3 separate regions of the Gossypium hirsutum genome follow, and regions 2 and 3 are each linked to region 1. The links are chromatin contacts, called in public Hi-C maps. All regions are on one chromosome and are shown on one strand. The core of a region is the stretch at or near the end of the contact, and the rest is flanking DNA. Distances in the headings are between cores, read along the strand shown. Region 1 holds the start of LOC107904126 (probable dual-specificity RNA methyltransferase RlmN). Region 2 has its middle 15 kb from the start of LOC107904120. Region 3 holds the start of LOC107904132 (protein YIPF1 homolog).

Region 1 (4,686 bases), core at 1,601-4,100:
AATTGAGTAAAATTAGGATGCTGAAATTCAACTCATTCAATAGCTTGAACTGGTTTAACTCAAAAATAACTGAGCAAAATTTGAATTGTTTTTCAAGATGAACCCGAGTAGCCTGTGACACAAAGTACTGTTTACATCCTAGTAGAAACAAAGGTTTCCTTTATTAGGAAGAAGAAGAATCAACTACATTTTATATCACACTATAATAATACTTTAGACCACTAATATGTTGTGACAGAAAAAGTTGCAACTTGCAAACAATCCACCTTATTCAAGCATCGATGAGCGTCAAGTACTGACTTCAAATTCAACATGGGCTCCCCCATTCCCATGAACACTACATTTGTCACTCTGTGCTTGAAAATATCCTCGATAGCCAATACCTGTTCACATAAATTGTCTTTACCACATATTACTGAAACCATAAAGTCATCGTTATAAATTCTAAAGAACAAACAGCCTCTATTCTTCCAGAATCTAGAATTTAGCTAGCATTGAATCTCAATCCTACCAAATATCACCACTTAAGAGAGATTGCATAAATCAACAGAACTAAATTCTAGAAAGAGCTTTGAAAAGCATGTATGTACATGAAAAAAGAAAATTGAAGAAGCAGATCATATGTCTGCTCAATAATTTCTTGCCTTTGAAGATTCATTGAATATATTTTCTTTTAGCCAACTCTCAAAAGCGGCTATACAAACCAACTAAGTTAAATTCTGGATTTTGATCTCTTTATTTTCTAAAAAAGGTTATAAAAGCATGTACGTAAAAGCAAAAAGTTGAAGAAATGGATTATATGATGCTTAATAAGTTCGTGCATTTCAAGATTCCTTGAACACTCTCTGTTTCTAGCCACCTCTTAAAAGGTGACTACATGAATCACTAAGCTAAGGTCCGGATTTTAGCCTCTTTAATTTATAGAAGAGTTTGAAAGCATGTACGTACATGGAAAAAATAAAATAAGAAATGGATTAAATACCTGCTCAATAATTTCATGCCTTTGAAGATTCCTAGAATACCCTCCCTTTCCAGTGGCACAAAATGAACAACGCAAGGGGCAGCCTACCTGAATACCGAAATAAAACACAAAACAAGGAAACAAGGAAACAAGGAAACAATCAATAGGTATTGCATGGGATAACACCAGAAATGCATAACTAAGCAAAGAAAATCATCCACCAACCAACTCCTAACGGCAACCAGAAAACATAAATCACAAAAATGGAAAAGAAATCACCTGTGATGATACGCATGCAGTAAGACGCATCGAACCCTTTTCATCTTCAACTGGAATGCCAACTGTTTCGATCAATCTGTTATCCTCCAACTTTAACAATAACTGAATGATCAACAAAAAAAAAAAAAGAACACATAATTAAGAATAAAAACCGACAACGAACCACAAAGCATAATATTATCTAATTTACCAGGGAAAAGATCGAGCACCCAGAAGTTCATGATAAAATCTAAATATGGATAAATCTAGTCAAAATAGAACCTCTCTATCTAGTCATTACTTTGCGCTACATCCTTATTACTTCTTTAAAGTTGCTAGAATATGTAAAAGATATGATAGAATATAAGCAAATAACTAAAATCCACACATTATAATCATTCACAAAAGTATAGTTTAACTTTTATATATATTCTAAAAACATTTTGATTTCATCTCCGATAGCAGTTTTTACTTCATGCTATTGTTTTTAAGCTAAGTGAAAATAACTTATATTATCCAACCTCTTTGTTTTTTCCTAAGACATATGCGCTCAAGACCTATGTTTGACATAGATTTAGACATTTGATTTCATCTCAAATGCAGTTTTTACTTTATGCTTCCATATTTAAAACTAAGTAGTAAAATTAATCTATATTATCCGATCTCTTCACTTTCTCCTATAGCCTATGTGTATGAGACCTGTGTTCGACACATATTCAGAACTCTTCTATTTTACTTAAAGTACATGTGTTTGACACCTATATTCCACACATTCGGATAAGAGTAAGAGATATCATCCTCCAAATAGATTTAAAAGCTTTTAAGAATTTATGTACCTGTTTTGAACTCATACACTAGATCGCAAATCCAAATAACATAGAAATTAACAACCAAAATATAACATTCAATAGCATAAAATTACCTTAACAGTGCCATCAGCAGCAGTAACGGTGTGGTAAATTGGAGACCTTCCTATTTTCCATCCAGCTTCTATAAGATCATTTCTAAATGCTTGAGGCACTGTTTTTATTTTTTTTTTAAAAAGAGCTAAAATTTCACCAAATTAATAAACAAAAATAAATAAATAAAAATTATATAAAATGATTCTCACAGTGACTGAAATCCTGAATTTCTTTTGCCTTTCTCTTGTAAATTAAATGGTGTAGTTGCTTCCCTCTGTAACTTTGCTATATAATTAACAAAAAAAAAAGGGAAAAAAAGAACACTTATGAGAATTTTTCAAGTCAAATAAATGAATGTAAATTTAAGTAGTGTAATTACCTGGCCGAACTCGACGGCGAGTTGTTGAAGGTCATGTTCGGACATGCCGAGGAGGACGCGAGGGTCCACGTGAGGGGCACGAGAGGATGAGGTAGGGGAGGAGACGGTGAGATTGCGCGACGGCGTGCCGGTGGTGGAGGCGGAAGCGGAGACGGTGAAGGAACGGTGACGGGTGGCACGTGCGAGAGGAACGACGCAAACGTGCTGAAGCATGGAAATTTTGGTTGCAAACATGGCTTTCATCGTCTTTGAATTGAAGAGCAATAACCCTCTCTGTATAATATCAACAGTCTCAGCCTCATGAAATGGCTAAAACCTTAAACCTCAGCCTTTAATGAAAAGACCAATTTACCCCTACTCCAAATCAATGGCTTGAGATAGTTATATGGGGCCTTCTGTTTTTCTTATGGTCCGAAAGAAATATGGGCTTTAAGGGGATAAATTCTGGCCCAAATTTCTACTTTTAATACCAATATTAATGAATGAAGTGCTAAACGAGGAAAACATTTGGCCATACTTTTATTTAAAATTCTAATCTCGACCTGAAATGCACTTTGTAGTGGGTGGCCCTGGAGATCCATCCCATCTGAATAGATTAAGGGGTAAGAGAATCAATGGAGGATAATCCTCCTGAAAGGATGCATTCTTTGGAGATGATAATCGTGAAACTCCTAGGAAGAAGAATAGGATTCAATTCTCCACTGACAAAGCCAATAAGTTCTTTCTAGATAATGGATCTTTGCTAGTATTTCATACCCAAATGTGGGTTAGATTACTAGGAGTTCCCAATGCTTGGTACAAATATAACATTTTATAAGTGATTGGAGAAGTTATAAATAATATAATTAAAATTGATATTAATATCGATAATGGTACAAGAAGTAAATTTTTACATGTAATAATATCAGTTGATTTATGAATCTTTTGATTTGAAAATTGTAAATAGAAAGTGTGCTACAAGGGATAGAATATAAATCTCTCACTAATATTTAATTTATTATAGTTATCCTTCATACTTTTACTCTTTAGCAACAAAAATCTCTTTCTTAGCAACATATTTCTCTTAAGCCATAAACTTCTTTTCCTCCACAACAAACTTCTCATCTTTAGTTGTCAATCCCTCCTCAATAACAAACTGATCATTAGGGGTGAGTAAAACTTAATTTGATTCGAAATTTTTTTCGAATTTTGAGTTAATCGAATCAAGTTATTCGAGTTATTTGAACTATTCGAGCCAACTCAAATAACTCGATTCGAGTTTCAAGTTCGAATCGAGTTGAATTTCACAATTCGAATAATTCGAATAACAGATTGGTGTAAATACCTTTTTTATCCCCATCAACTTTGAAAATAAGCAAATAGACATCTCTCTAAAAAAATCAAAATAATTCCCAAAAATTCAAAATAAATTTTAAAACTTAAAATATTTATAAAAATTTCAAATTTTATATTTTAAAAAAAATTAAAAAATTCTAAAAATATATATAAAAAGTTAAAATTTTAAATTTTTTCTGAAATAATAATTTTGGGACCTAATTAATGATTCAATTTTATCACACTCAAGTATCTTATTTTTTATTATTATTTTACTTTGAAAAAAAATTCAAATATATATGATTTTAAATTTATGTGCTCTAACATGAAATTAGTTATACCGTAATAATATTTTTATTTGACATATTTAATTTAACTCGAACAATTTCACTCGGTTTGATTCGGTTCGATTCGAGTCGACTCGATTTGAAAAAATTTCAAATTGAGTTAGGATGATAAAATATGACTCGTGAACTCGATTAAATCGATTAGGATGATAAAATATGACTCGTGAACTCGATTAAATCGAAAATTTTTCACTCGATTCAATTGAACATGCACCCCTACTTATGATCATCAACAATAAAATCCTTCTACCTCAGTAATAAAATTTTCCTCATCAATAGTTTACTCCTTATTGTAACGAACTTTTGCTTATCAATAGTAAATTTCTCTTCCTCAACGATAAGCTTCTCGTTCTAAGTAGAAAACTTTTGCTCTTCAATAACAAAATCCTACCTCGTGAAGTCTATACTTTTGATCTTCAACAGCAAAATCACGTTTTGTGCAGTTGAAAGCCTTGCTCTTCAGCGGCAAAATTCTACCCTATGTAGTTCAAACTTCTACTCTTTAGTAGCAAAATCATGCAAATT
Region 2 (4,686 bases), core at 1,335-3,834, 200 kb after region 1:
TGACTTTGTATTCATAAAGTTAGTTTGTGTATAGTAAGGATTTATAAATAAATATATTGATAATGTTGGTGGTTTTAGTGATAGGAAATAAAATATTTACAATAAAAAGAATACACATGACAATAGTATATGTTTAAAACTAGTTGTTTTATTCTGCACAGATTTAGTTACATGTATCAGTTAAAATATATTAAAATTATTTTATATCTTTTATATCTTTTTCAGTTTAATATTTTATTTGATAAAAATAATATCTTAATTTGTTATATGTATATGATATATATCATTTCCTAGATTAAACATAAATCAATCTTATATATGTATGGATGCTTTAAAAAAAATTAAAGTCAGGCTAATAAGATATAAAATTATAGTTAAGACGGTATGAAAATCTTTTTGATATATATTTAAATGTAAATGAGATAAATTTAAAGTTAAAATAATTTTATTCAAATTAATTACATTGATTGAATTGTTGATAAAATGTAGAGAATTGACATATAAATGTTTATTTGATATTAATTTCGGGTTTGATTTGGAATAAAATTCATCTAATATTTTATTAAAAATTTAATGAAAATTTATTTTAAAAAGCTAAATATTTATTATTGATTAAATGTAATAAAAAAATTATGAATAGATACCAAAACCAAGTTAAGGTTTCGAGTTTTAATTAATAGAAAGATTCTTCCCCACATACTAACGTTAAATAAAAAATAAATAACTAAATCAATTTCATTTTTCTAAAACACTTGTATTTGGGCTATTTTTACCAAAGAAAAATTATTATATTTAACTTTCTATAAATTTCATTATAGAAAATTCTTATTTAACTCTTCAATTTTGTTTAAAATTAATCATTATTTCTCTTGAAGTAATCACATTTCTCTACAAACATATATGGCAATGAATTTATTGGCACGTGAGGTATTGGACTTATGCCCACACCGAAATCCATGTCCATCTCCTCCACCATTGGAGACGCATTATTGAGAGAAAGCTTCTTTAGGGTTTGGAAATGCGATCAATATTGTCATAATTTGTTGGCAACCAACTAGCGTTTCAAAGAGTATCATTGTGTAGGCAAAGTTGCATGGTGAATATCATTTGTTTCTTCTGTACGAAAGAAAATCTATTAAACCCAGCAACTGCTCTTTAGCCTCCATTTTCTATTTTGATTCCTAAATACCTTGGGCTCGTCGAACATTTAGAACCTAATGCAAGTTTTTTTCTTTTCTTCTTAATAAAATCTAAAAAAAAATGTTGTTTGTGAAAAAAAATGAGTGACTCTTTGCTTTTAGGGAATTTTGTGGTAAGGAAGAGCCTACGAGGTCGAATAGCAGTGTTGGTCGGGCAACAAAGAAGGTAAGGAGGAGGACAGATCCATCGCCAGACATCGATGATACGATAGTGGATAAGAATCGCCAGAAGATTGAAGATGTGGGAGTGGATAAAATGTCGTATGAATCTATGTTGATGGGCACTTCCTTGGATGTCTTTTCGCAAGAGAAGATGGAGGAGTTTGTACTTCATGATGGAGATGTGGTCACAAAGTTGGTAGAAGGAATTTCATTGATCACCTTTTTTTGATCGGGTTCATAAGTTCATTGAGAGTAAGATGGCTAGGACCATTATTGTCAAACTTTTGTGTAAAAGATTGGTTTCAATACTTTACTTAATAAGGTGATAATTTTGTGGAATCTTAGACACCCTATACGGTTTATGGACTTAGAGAATGACTACCACCTAGTCTGGTTCCAAGATGAAGGATATTTTAATAAGGTTTTGGTCAGGGGGACTTGGGTGATCTTTGGTCAGTATTTGACCATACGTCATTGGTCACTGGATTTTTCGACATCGAATAATGAAGTGGATATCCAAGTGGTGTGGATAAGGCTACCTGGTTTGCCGGAAAGCTATTACTCAAATTTCTTACTTCGTGCTATTGGCCAAGTTATAAGGTCAGGGTCAAGCTTGATAGATATACAGATAGCTGAAAGCAGGAACACTTTGCTTGATTGGCTGTGTGTATGAATCTAAAGAAACCATTGGTGCCGAAAGTCAAGATTAATGATCATATACAACGAATTGAGTATGAATCTTTGTCGTTTGTATGTTTCAAATGTGAGCTTTATGGGAATAACTCTTATTTGTGCCTAGGGAGCAAGAACAAGGCATCAGAGCGTAGTGTTAATGGGGAAGAACTGCTGGTTGAAAAAATGGGTCTTTAGCGACGTGTGGAAGAGGAAAATTACGGGCCATGGATGCTTGTAGAACGACGATAAAGAGGGAAGGTACATCATGTGGAAATGATAAGGAATGGTTACTTCTTCAATGGATTGGGGGTTCACAGTTTTCAGTTCTAGCGGCAGATCTAGGCATTACTAGTCTCGTAATCAAGGCCACGGATGGAGGGTACCAGCCTGGTCAAATTAAAAGGCGTGATCTAGGAAAGAATTTTAATGCAAAGGTTGGAGAATCTTGACAAAAGGAAACAAAGTTGGGGAAGATAAGGATGGCTAGGCTTAACAGAAAAAAGAATTATAGTTGGTAGTGGGCCAAATCTGGTCCAAATGCATTAAGGCCAGTTAATGTCAATATTGGGTTAACTGCTATAAAGGGAGGGAATGTGTTAGATAATGGTTCTAAAATAGGCACGATAGATCCAAATGTTAAGGATAAGGGTTTTGATTACTTTTAAGTCCAATTTGGACATAAATAAACATAGTGCAACTCAGGTGGTTAAGAAAGGGGAGTCTAAAGGTTCAAAGGGGAAAAGATCACGTGTTTCACTTTGGAGAATCGAGTATGGGGTTCCCAAATCCAGATGTGCAAACAAGTTTCAACAGTGATATCCAATGGAAGAAACCGCCAGATCGCGAGTTGGAAGGTGATGGAACCCTAATGGTGGAGCTAATGGCAACAATGGAGGGCATTGTGCGTGGCATTGAACAAGGAACCATGAATTGTTCCCCAATAGAGGATGAAATTTTTTGTGGTGGAAGTTATGGATGATGATGTTATTAGAAATGCCGAGGTTAGTTGTTGATTTTAGTGTCGAAGCTTGGATTGGTTGTTTGGTTGTTTTTTCTGTCAAGGAACTAGTCATCTCTATTTTTGTAATTTTATGGCTAAGTATAAAATAGAATTTTGTTTAGATGTTATGTGTTTGTTTGAGACTCAGGTCAATGGTGTTTGGGCGAATGGCATCATTTTCAAACCTGGGTTCCCAAATTCATTCAGAATTGAAGCGAAGGTTTTTGTTGGGGAATGTGGGTTCTCTGGAGTGACAGTGTCCTCATTGACATTCTGAATTTGCATCCATAGATGATTCATATGAGGGTTAGTATCAGACAAGGACCTTCTAAGTTTTTATGTTTAGTAGTGTATGTTATCCCATAACTAGTAACGCGAAGTAATGGGGTTTTTTGAATTCTCTTGTTGAATCGATTAGGGAACTGTGGATTATAGTAAGAGACTTTAATTCGATTCTAGAGCCGTCAAAATGAGTGGGTAGGGCAACGAGCGTGTGAAGTGGATGTAGTAGTTTCCAGCCTTTTCTGTTTGATAATGGTATTCATGACTTGGGGTTCAGTAGGCCTCGATTCACCTAGAGTAGAAGCAATCTATTACAGGGCATAGATAGGGTTGTGTGTAACTTGATTTGGGACTCGTTTGCACCAAATTGCTCAATACAAAATTTCCATCACCTAAAGTCAGATCATTGGTCGATTTTTGTTTCTCTCAATCCGTTGCAAAATAGAGGTAATAGACCTTTCAGTTGCTTAGCTAATTGGTTGCTCCATGCTGATTTTAAGGGCCTTATAAGTAGCAATTGGAAGAATAATATGGATGTGATTACTAACTTAGAGCTTTTCCAAAAAAAAAGGTTTAAAAATGTAGTAAACATGTTTTTGGGAATATTTTTGTTCGTAAGAGGAGGCTAATTTCGAAACTTGAATGTAAAGAAATTTTGAAGTTTAGGTATTCAGTTAGATTTTGTGATCGTAAATTGGAATTACGGTACGAGGTTGAGGAATTCCTGAAGCATGAAGAGTTGTTATGGTATCAAAAATCTAGATCAGAATGGCTTACGAATGGCGATAGAAACACAAAGTATTTTCATAGCCGTACTATGGCTAGGCAGAAGAAAAATAAGGTGGAAAGACTTAAAATTGGGAATGATGATTGGTGCCTTGATTCGAAGGTCCTACAACATGTGGTGGAATTTTTTAAAGAACTTTATTATGTGGATTATTCAGTCCATGGAGCCTTTCCTAGTAAAGGAAGATTTCTTGAGATTTCTCCATCAAAGAAGGATAGCCTAATAATGGGAATCAGTGATGAGGAGATTCGTAAGGCAGCCTTTAGAAAGGCCCCGTTGAAAACACCAGGAGTGGATAGATTTCATGTAAAATTATTTCAATCACAACGGAATACACTCGATGGTTCAATTTTTTGTATGGTGCAACAAGTTTTGAAGGGTCATCAATTAAACTCGTGGCTAAATAGAACATTGTTGGTTCTTTGTCAAAAGTTTAAGGTCCGGAAAGAATTACGCATATTCAGCCAATAAGTTTATGTACAGTGTTATATAAGGTTGTTACGAAGGTGCTAGTTAATAGATTAAGGTCGTTGATGGTGAAGATTACTAAGCAAAATCAAGCTAGCTTTGTTGCTGGTAGA
Region 3 (4,686 bases), core at 1,149-3,648, 140 kb before region 1:
CAAGCTTTGTCTATTTATGACAAGGAAATGCTTGCAGTCCTACTTGCGGTCAAGAAATAGCATCCTTATTTAGTTGGCAAGCATTTCCATATCAAGAAAGATCACCAGAGTCTTTGATTTTTAGTTGACAGACAAGCTATCACTCCTTATCAGTAGAAGTGGGTAGCAAAAATGTCGGGATATGATTATTCCATCACCTACAGAAAAGGGAACCTGAATATAGTAGCTATCACTCACAAGAGGATCAGTTGTTGCAATGTGTGGGAAGCATTTCATAGTCTAAGGTATGGAGGCAGATTTTGGATTCTTGTTTCACTGATCTAGCTTTACATAATATCTGTTTAGACTTTCAGCATCAGCTTTAGTTTCACCTAAAATATTCCTAGAATGGCAGAATCTTAAGACAAAAAGGGAAGGTAGTGGTTGAGCAGAACCTCAGGTTAAGAAATACTCTCTTTGACTTATTCCATGGTGGATGCCTCTAGACACAGAATCTCTAGTCTGTTGTATTGGAAAAGAATATCAACTAATGTAAAAAAATGGGTGATCGAATGTGAGGCTTGTCAGAGGTGTAAGCACGAAACAACAGCCTCACTAGGGTTGTTACAACCTCTACCTATTCTCACTCGTGCATGGGCGACTATCAGCATGGACTTCATCGAAGGGTTGCCTCTATCCAAAGGGAAAAACACTATTCTCATTGTTATTGACAGACTCACCAAGTATGGCCATTTTTTTTTACCTTGTCACATCCCTTCACTACCCTCATAGTGGCTCAACAGTATTTAGATCACGTTTACAAGCTCTATGGGGTTACTAAGAGTATTGTATCGGATAAATACAATATCTTCATCAACTCGTTTTGGCAATCATTATTCAAGCACCTAGTAAGCTCCACCTCTCTACTACCTATCACCCTCAGACCAATGGGCAGACTGAGGTTTTAAACAGAAGTTTGGAAGGTTATTTAAGGTGCATGTTAGGGGAACAGCCTAGTGAGTGGGTTCAATGGCTACCCTTAGTCGAGTGGTGGTAAAATACCACCTTTCATACGGCCATACAGACAACTCATTATGAAGCGAAAGGGTTGCAGCAAAGGGAAGCTGCTTGAGATCTATTGCAATTTCATTTAAAACGAGCTCAAAAATGTATGAAGCAAATAGCTGACAAATGTAAATCTGATAGGGAATTTCATATCAGTGACTTGGTTTACCTCAAATCACAACCTTATAGACAGTATTCCCTCAAGACGAAAGCCAATCAGAAGCTGTACCTAAGATATTTTATCCATTTCTCTATAGAAGCTAGGAGGGGCAAGGTAGCATACAAGTTGACCTTACCTGCTAATGCCCACATCCATTCCACCTTCCACGTTTCTCAACTCAAAAAGCACATTGGTTCTGCTGCTAGCACTCCAACGTTACCTCCTACAGATGCTCATGGCACTTTAGACAAAATACCAATAAGGGTCCTTGAGAGATAAATGGTGAAACGAGGGAATCATGCATCTACAAAGGTTTTTGTGGAATGGGCCAATATCTTCCCTGAAGACTCCACCTGGGAGAGTCTGACTGAGCTCTAACAGAAGTATCCAGCATTTGATCCTTGAGGACAAGGATTGTGTTTGTGGGGGGAGTATTTGATATGGAATAATTAGTGCAACAGTTATATGTTTAAATTTCTATTAATTTTCAGTTAATCATTTGTTTATTTGTCATTAGAACAAAACAATGTGTTTTGGGTAATGGTATTAGTTAAACCGTGCATATAAAGGGTACCTCAAAAACTGTTCATTTAAGGATATAACCATTTAGTTAAACTTTGCGGATTGGACAACTATTGCTGGATGTGACAAATTGTCATTCCTAAGCCGTTATTTGCTTTTATACTGACCAATCAGCATGAGGAATGGCAATTATGAGAAATACACAGTTTTTCTTCTTCATTTCTCTTCTCTGAAATTTTCTCTTGTCTTCTATCTGCTATTTCTTCCTTTCATTTTTCTATTTCGAATATTCTACCGTATCAAGAATCTTTAAATTTTAAAAATAATATTTATTTTTATAATATTTATATGGACTCAAGGCTAAATTAATAAAAAATAAAATTAAAAGATTAAATTTATTATTATACCAATTAAGAAAATACCACCTTAATTGCTTTATTGTTGGATGAAAAAAAAACAATCTAAAAAACATTAGTGATCAAATAGTTACTTTTCAAAATTAATTGACTAAAATAAAAATTTATACATAGTTAAGTGACCATTGTAGTTTACCTTATTTTAACTTGAATAGATTTAACACACAATTCGACTTAAATTTATTTTCATTGGTTAAGCAGGCCCATTATTAAGCCCAAATCATATGAACCTCGTTGGTAAGTCCGAAAAAAATTAACCGTGAAACTCATTGCTCCAGAAAGGCGCGTGCGTTAAGCTCTGAGCTCCCCCGGTTGTTCACTGTTCAGTCCAGAATTCCCAAACCGTTCCCTCCTCCTTGTCTGTTTTTTCCTTTAAAAAAAAACCTCAATTCTTTCAAGAAAGAGAATTTAAAAAAATTCAAATTTTCTGTTAATTTCTGAGTTCGATCTCTTATTTTCAATGGAGGAATCATCGTATTCAAATCTTAGTACCAGTCATTTGCTCGGCTCAGTTCCCGTAAGCTTCTTATTTTTATTTACCATCTAATTTGAATGATTTTCCTTTTTTTATCAATTTAATTTTTCAAAGATTCGACTTAATTTCAATTTTCATTCGAATCTCAGGCCGTTACCAATGAAGAAAAGAAGGCCTCTTATGATGGTGCTTTTTCTTTTACATTTAGCGTTTTGAAAAAGAAAAAAAGAAAAAAAAGGCTTATTACAGCATTTATGAACTTTTTTTTATTGTAATTATGCAGTTCCTGAAGCGAATATGCAAATTTTCCCTCCAAATAATGGCAGCGGAGGAGGTAGGGGTCGAGGTTATCAAACTCTTGAAGCTCCTACCGGTATTTTTTTTTTCTTATTTCTTTTAATTTATTTCCTTCCCCTAAAAGGAAAACTTCGTTCAAATTAATCAAATTTTCTTTTAAGTGATTTTTTTTCTATTGAGGTCATAAAATTGCAAATCTGCTCTATTTACAATGATTAATGTATTAAATAGTGGTTTTAGTGAGGAAATTTGTGTTCTTGATAATAACTGCAGGAAAGAAAAATGTCCAAAATCATTGCATCTAGAGTTGAGATATTAGAATTTTGGTTATTAAACTGTGTGATAGATGTAATTCAATTATAGTGTTACTGAAGGAACCTTAATACTCAATCATCCCTTTGTGTATCATATGCAGAAGAATTTGAACAACAGCCACCAAACAACTGGAGTGGGGTTTTTAGTATCTCATCATACACGCAGTATTTTAATGTGGATACAGATGTTGTCATATACAGATTGATTAGTTCCTTTTATCCTGTCACCGGAGATTTTTTCAGCAAGATTGATGCTAACCCTGACCTGTGAGTATGCTCAACCCCCACCCACCACCCCCCCCCCAAAAAAAAAACCTTCTTTTGCCATCATTGCATCGTAAAATTAGACATTACTTCTTTTGCCATCATTGCATCGTAAAATTAGACATTCTTTTTTGGAAATGATCAGTTGGAAGAGAAGTTTATGGAGGTTTTAGACGTTATAATAGCATATTAACTCTAGGCTATGTAAATTGGAATGAAAAGTGTACTGTAAGCAATCAAAGCATCCATTGACATGGGCAATCTTTCATTTGCAAGAAGTAATCTTTTTGGAAGTTGAGAACAGCTCACTAATCTCATCTGCAAACTTAACAAGTTAGAAAGTTTAGCTATTTGGTTGTCTATTTTGACATGAATTGTAACAACTTGGAAAAGCATCGAGAACATTGAAGGAAGCATGCTAAAGATAACAAATGCAAGTGGTATTATCTTAAAGGAGTAGAGGGCAACAGTAATACAATAGGTTTAAGCACCCATTGGTTGCATGGTCTGTTGCATCAGTATCTATTATTCATAAAAATAAGGTATTCATTAAGAAAGAAAATAGTAAAATAACTAGAAAAGAGATAGATTGAATCATTTGATGATGGAAGTCAAAATACATAGAAATTTGTAGCTTTTATTTGTCTCATAGGAGGGGACTCTTCATGGCTGTTTGGAAGGGAGACCATAGATGGTTTGCCTACAATCAAAGGATCTTTCCTTATAAGCTAATCAGTGTGTTGTTTAATGTACAATGCTGGGATAAAAGCTGTAAATCTTTTTCTTATGGATTTCTAAAGGTTACATGGTCCCTTTTGTTGTTCTCCACAGGAAAGTTAAATTTCTTGTTACTCTGATATGGTGAAATATTAATCTGATTATGTAGAAATCTTGACAATGTAACAGCTATAACTATATAGTGGCAAAATAGTGTGTCCATGATTATCTGTGAAATTAGTTTGTTGGTCTTGATTTCTTTTTGCTCGTATATTAGGTATGGACTTATTTGGATCACGACAACATTGGTCTTTATGCTTGCTTCCTTTGGAAACTGGGCCACATACCTTATGCAAAAGCACAGTGATGGTACTACTTCTTGGAGCTTTGATGTTGGTTATATAAATGCAGCGGCTGTTGGAATCTATGGTTATGCAGTTGTGGTGCCAATGTCATTTAAATTCCTGCTTCAATACC

What was found. Hi-C and Micro-C count contacts between places; a contact is called where the count stands out from the background.
Region 2: a contact with region 1 is called in a Hi-C map of leaf, with 3 times the contacts expected there. The contact joins the enhancer-like site here to the promoter of LOC107904126 in region 1. A contact is called at or near these places in 8 of 34 Hi-C or Micro-C datasets (anther, callus, hypocotyl and 1 more).
Region 3: a contact with region 1 is called in a Hi-C map of leaf, with 1.7 times the contacts expected there. The contact joins the promoter of LOC107904132 here to the promoter of LOC107904126 in region 1. A contact is called at or near these places in 4 of 34 Hi-C or Micro-C datasets (callus and leaf).

The regions. Positions count from the first base shown.
Region 1 is chrD05:33,694,491-33,699,176 of Gossypium_hirsutum_v2.1, reverse strand. It overlaps LOC107904126 (probable dual-specificity RNA methyltransferase RlmN), which reads right to left and starts at 2,850. Exons shown (of 10, transcript XM_016830399.2): 1 at 2,501-2,850; 2 at 2,331-2,406; 3 at 2,142-2,239; 4 at 1,241-1,342; 5 at 983-1,069; 6 at 267-383. The coding sequence starts at 2,743.
Region 2 is chrD05:33,493,104-33,497,789 of Gossypium_hirsutum_v2.1, reverse strand. No RefSeq gene overlaps it. Among protein-coding and RNA genes, the nearest start is that of LOC107904120, 15 kb to the right of the region's middle. Within about 2 kb of position 2,584, at least 8 of the 9 cell types and tissues checked have an H3K27ac peak or open chromatin away from gene starts, as enhancers often do. A contact at or near this core is called in hypocotyl and leaf, where this site is marked.
Region 3 is chrD05:33,833,457-33,838,142 of Gossypium_hirsutum_v2.1, reverse strand. It overlaps LOC107904132 (protein YIPF1 homolog), which reads left to right and starts at 2,398. Exons shown (of 7, transcript XM_016830408.2): 1 at 2,398-2,659; 2 at 2,767-2,803; 3 at 2,901-2,990; 4 at 3,330-3,495; 5 at 4,487-4,578. The coding sequence starts at 2,603.